Regions from separate parts of the Mus musculus genome. Here region 1 is linked to region 2. The links are chromatin contacts, called in public HiChIP or PLAC-seq maps. All regions are on one chromosome and are shown on one strand. Each heading gives the region's core, a stretch centred on a gene start, on an enhancer-like site or on the middle of the called end of the contact. The rest is flanking DNA. Distances are from core to core; before and after follow the strand shown. Region 1 holds the start of Slc24a5 (solute carrier family 24, member 5). Region 2 has its middle 80 kb from the start of Sema6d.

Region 1 (2,708 bases), core at 164-2,663, 490 kb before region 2:
TTTTCCTCGTGTTAGGAACCAGAGCATCCACAAAGCGATGCTTCCTATTCAGAGTTCTGGGAAATCTACAGCGCCACAGGCTTTGCGTATCTGAGCTTATCTTCAGAATCTACTAACACTTTGCACCCAGGGTTGTTATTACCTGATAGCTGAGGTCCCATTACTTGGAGTTTAGAATTTATTTACTTATTGGTTCATGAATTTCAGTTCTCTTAACTGCAGGATGCCAGTCAAGGAGTAGAGAGAAAGGAGGTCCTTGGCCACATCTCCTTCTGCCCCACTCACAGAGCCCAAGTGAAAAGGGTTTGAAATAGAAAACAGTGAGGACCAGGCACCCAGTGGTACAAAAAACCGGGGGGGGGGGGTGCTGTTCCTTAACAGCCCCTGGGGTGCTGGAACAAAAGGAACCTTCTGGAAGCTAGCCATGTATAATAACAACTGAAAAAAACGTGCTTCTGCCTGGACTCCCAGGATGGACCCCACAGAACCCCAGGACAGACATGGGTGCTCTGCCACCAGCTGAGATGGACACATCTGTGTGACAACAGCTCTTCCGGAAGGTCATAGGAGACCTTCCCGGCAACTTACAGTCACTGATGATTTCCAGGGAGGGCAAGAAGTACTTGTCGCAGACGATGGAGATGGCCATGCACATGTAGAGGATAATGAGGAAGTAGATTACGATACCTCCATCCGTGCTCTCCTGCTTGGTGAAGAACCCTTCGGGAAACTCCGATGCTGGAGAGACAGCACATTGCGTGCTGTTTCCTGCCGAGGAAAAGGAAAAGATCACAAGATGTGGGAGTCACACGTCTGAAGCCCACAAAGCCTAAACTGGGGTATTTGGGAGGGATATGGGGAAGTTGGTGGAAATACGAGTATGATTCAAAGCCTTAGATAGCCTTTGTAAGAGATTATTTCATGAAATAAGCTGATAGAAGAGAGTTGGAGGGAGGCATTATTACAGCGCCTCTCTGTGTCTGCTTCTAAATGGGAAGAATGCACTGATCATGTCTCCAACAATAAGAAGAGCAGCCCTGTCCACCCCTTGGTCTCTGAACTACTACAGAACGCTCTTGAGGACGCATTGGCTGATCAAGAGCGCTTCCCATCCTCGGCAGGGCTCCGAAGCAGAGCAGATACAGCAGGAGTCGGGGATGGGGAGGGGGCAAGGCCATTCCCCTCTCCATCCCACATCTCTACGTGGGACTGGGGTGTCTGGGCCCACTGCCACCTACCTGTGGCCCTTGGGAGGCGCGGGGGCAGGGAGACACCACGGACAGGCAGGTATGCAGAGACCCAAAAGATCCCCAGCAGCAGGACCCTCCTTGTCCAAGTTGGGCCCCATTTTGTCCGCATTTCCAGCGTGCTCTTTGCAGTGTGTGGTTCAGGAAGGGAGCAAGGGAGACTTATGCTGAATCATGTGAGCAGTCTCCTTCCTCCCCAGTGCCTGCGGGGGGAGGGGGGTGTCGCAGCTTAGGAGGCCAGCAAGGGAGACAGCCTGGCTTCTCTGATCAGGAGATCCAAGTCCTAGGGAAGTTGGAAGAGTTAGGGAGGGGTGCAGATAAACACCGACTACAGCTGTTTCCATGCGGGACTCTGATGGCAGGCCCAGGCAGTCTGCAATTCTGCTCATGCCGGATCTCTTTAATATCTTCACACAGACTCTGCCTTTGACTTCCTCTAGATTTGAGAGGACCTGGGTTTGCTTGATGCTGTCCCCCCCCCCCCCCCCCCGCCCTCCACCCCCTTCCCAATAGCCGTTGTTTCTAGGAATTATTTGGGCAGGTGTATATATACTCTGCCTACCAGGGCACGCTTTGTAATTTTATTTGGATGTTCATCTACAGTTAGAGCCAGAGACAGAAAGGTCAATTAGGAGGTGACTGTAACAGTTGAACTGGGAAATGAGGGCCGCGTGAGTGAAGGTGGCAGCTATGGGGATTGAGAGCCGCCCACAGCGCCACGAACTATTCAGGAGACAGACTGGATGCTGTTTGATCATAGATCAGCTGTGCTTTTTGCCAGAAGGAGCTGTATAAAATGCTAATTGGACAAGGCAGACAGCATTCAAATGCATTCTGTAGTTTGCCAAGATCCTGAAAACCTGTAGCCGTGGAGCAACCTGTGGCTGATGGCACAGGGTCTGGGGGAGACCACAAGGGTGGTTGAGTTCAAGCAATGTTTCTTAGCTGTGTGACCTTAGGCAAGTACTTAACCTCTCTGTTCCTTCCTTCCACTATCTATAAGGCAGAGATCACCTCTCTTTTGGTTTGGTGCGTACTATATGGCAAATGTAACCTTTGTAGGACAGTCTCTTCCGTGGGGCCATTGTTCTGTTATTCTGTCACCTGTCTGGCATTACTTATTTCTTGGACTGAGATTAAAAACTGCCATGAAGAAATTCTGTAGCTTTGCAACTGTTATGATTCCTTTGCTTTGTACATAAAATTGGTGTGACAGGAATGTATTATATGCACATATGCAATATCAAACAATGAATTAACTGATAAATTAAAAATCAAGGTGCCAAGCCTTTGATGTAGAGCTTGTTGCATCTGGTGTAAAAGAGTGAGCTGCTCCTGGCTGTTCATGAGCTTGCGCTGTTTAAAAACCACCCAGCACCTTCCTGGTGGAAACCTCTCTGACACTCAGCTTTCCGGATGTGCCCTGTGGAGCCGAGACTGGGATGCCTGGTCACTGAGGCA
Region 2 (2,748 bases), core at 145-2,644:
TCTGAGCCTCACAAATGAGTGACGTTGCATGATGCCTTTTCTTCACCCATGATGCTAGTGGCTACGATAGATGCACAAACATTGTGTGTGTGTGTGTGTGTGTGTGTATTACGCACATGTTACACGTTTTAAAGATGTCTTTTCTTGGAGAATTTCTTGGGTTTTTTTTCTTTTATAGTATTTGATGTTGGTCTGACCATGATTAGATGACTGATATTTCCTGTCTAGGAATGAAACTACTATCCACTGAAGCCATTGTAAAACTTTCAGAAGTTTTGAGCATAATTAAGTGACCCTTCTAAAATATCTAAATACTTAATGCATTTTCTCTTTTTGTGAATTCAATGACTTATATCATTTTACTAGTGAAGTATTAAAAATAATTTATAATATGACTCCTTGTAAGAGCCAGTCAGATATATAAATAATTGAACAAGTGACCTAAAGACCTGTTACTTACATATCTTAACACCCTGCAGGAATATCTTACCTCCTGCTTTCCAATTGTGCCATAGTTAGGAGTCAACAGCCACTATATTTTCATTTTTTATCTCTTCTGCAAATCCAGACCAATTATCCTTCAGTGGAACCTCTTCACTGGTCCAATTTACCCTTAGGATACTTCAAATGCTTCTAATCAAGTTGAGTTTCCCTCTGGCCTTCAGATCTCCCAGGGGTATGAGTGGATGCTACTGGAGGTGCAAAGCCATGATGGGACATGGAATATCTTACTGGGATTAATTTTTCTTTCTGGTTGTATTAGATATCTGTGTGAGTAGTCTCAGAGCCACTGAGTGGCACCTGTCTCCAGATCTTTTGAAAGTCTCAAGGCCCTTCCACCACTCTAGACACAAAGTCATACCTCACCTTTTCTGGTGACTTTGCTTTGTGGCTTCCACATTGCCCTCCTAGAATATAAAAGAAGCATTTCCATGTGGAACAGACTTTGATAAGTGTGGAGGAAAACATCTTAGGATAAATCCCTCCCACACATCCCACTCACCCTTTCAGTTGGCCATTCAGACATCACTAAATGTCCCTTTTAAAGACTTCCTATTCACCTAGGCAACCGACTCTGATGCTGCAAAGTCCACTCTGACTCAGGGGTGCCTGGTGCAGCTTCCCCTGACCTCTTCTGCTCTCCCTCATGCTCCTCCCACCGCTCCACAATCTGTTAGCTTCAGAGCAATTGCCTCAGATTCCGACTCCTAGAAACTCAATTTCCATGAAGGTTGTATTAAATGTCACTTCTCAAGAGTGTCCAATGCTTATGGTGGCCTCTTAGAGACACACAAGCTTAACTCAGGACGTGAAAGGCCACATTCCTCCATACTTAGGGATGCTTCAGTGGAAGTCTAAAAACTGAAGTGTGTGTTTCTCAGCACCATATTTACTCTTGACCGCCAGAGCATACTTACTTCCTCTTCTTCCTCTTTTGTGAGTGACATGTCTCTACAGCTTATCAGTAACGTTCTTTGCTTAGTTTTTTATCATACAATTCATGTTTCTGATATGTGGCATTGAGTCTAGACTCTAGACAGCATATGGTGGATATTTTTAAAAATAAATTCGCAAGTGAATAAATGAATGAATGGAGTTCCTCACATTTTTTCTATTAAAATTAATAGATACTGAATAATTAAAAGTGAGAATGGTCGTGGTAAACCTGCCAAGCCAAGCAAAATTTTAAAGGGAATTTCCATTCTAAAATGTCTTACAGTTTGATAAATATTTAACTTTCAATTATTGTTGTACAACTGCCAACATCAAAAGCTTAGACAAGCAATGTTCATTTATGCATTTAGCAAATTATTATTAAGCTCCTGGAATGTGACTGCAATCTTAGAGTCCCAACAGGAACATTGCAGTGAACTGAACAGCCAAACCTGCCTGCTTTCAGGGAATTACATTTTATGCCATGTCTCTGTACTTCAGTATTCAATGGTACCCAGTGTTTAGTACAAATGATTATACAGTATAATGATTAATCTCTACTGTCTACTTGATGAGATCTTGAATTACCTGGAAGAAGAGCCTCTGGGCATGCCTGAGAGGGATCGTCTTAATCAGGTTAACCGAGGTGGGAAGACCTGCCCACTGTGGTTAGCACCATTCCCTATGCTGGAATTCTGGATTCTGGAGCTGAGCACAAGTATTCGTTACTCTCTGCTTCTCCACTGTGGACACAATGTGGTCAGCTTCTTCACACGTCAGGCAGTGTGACTTCCCTGCCATGATGGATGGTAACCTCTTTTTTTTCTTCTTCCTGGTTCTGGGTTTTATTTGATAGCCTATGGTGTCTAAGAAGAACATTCTTTCCTAATTATAGGGCAACTCAACTTAAACTCTTTTCATACAGGAAACACACACACACACACACACACACACACACACATGCTTGCATAGTAGTAGGTTTACATATGACTTTCTCACAGGTCAGTGCTAGTTATCTTTCTTCAAACTCACTCCTCTGCTCTGCCATGTCCCATCTACTGTCCCACCAGTGCTTCTTGCTCCCTGTTCCTCATTCTTCCTTCCTATCACCCATGCTCCAGTTTTACATATATTTTATTATTGCCACTTAACATCTATCACTGTGAGCTAGAATAAATCTTTACCCCCTCAGTTTGCTGTTGTCTTTTGCAACAGTGATGGGGCACATAGCTAAGACACGTGATACCAAATAAACACATGGATGTAAAGCTTCCATAGTTCTGAAGATACTACCAAGCATGCAGTCTGTATTGA

What was found. HiChIP or PLAC-seq counts read pairs in DNA pulled down with a chosen protein or histone mark.
Region 1: a contact with region 2 is called in an H3K4me3 HiChIP or PLAC-seq map of bone marrow-derived macrophages, with 4 times the contacts expected there. The contact joins the promoter of Slc24a5 here to the enhancer-like site in region 2. A contact is called at or near these places in 6 of 39 promoter capture datasets (the C10 cell line, embryonic stem cells, frontonasal cranial neural crest and 2 more), 1 of 115 datasets of contacts at active chromatin or transcription factors (bone marrow-derived macrophages) and 2 of 9 other capture datasets (adipose tissue and liver).

Annotation. Positions count from the first base shown.
Region 1 is chr2:125,066,832-125,069,539 of GRCm38.p6, reverse strand. Slc24a5 (solute carrier family 24, member 5) reads right to left here and starts at 1,413. Exons shown (of 9, transcript NM_175034.3): 1 at 1,239-1,413; 2 at 589-768. The coding sequence starts at 1,359.
Region 2 is chr2:124,572,622-124,575,369 of GRCm38.p6, reverse strand. It overlaps a transcript of Sema6d not described here. Among named protein-coding and RNA genes, the nearest start is that of Sema6d, 80 kb to the left of the region's middle. Within about 2 kb of position 1,394, at least 7 of the 459 cell types and tissues checked have an H3K27ac peak or open chromatin away from gene starts, as enhancers often do. A contact at or near this core is called in bone marrow-derived macrophages, where this site is marked.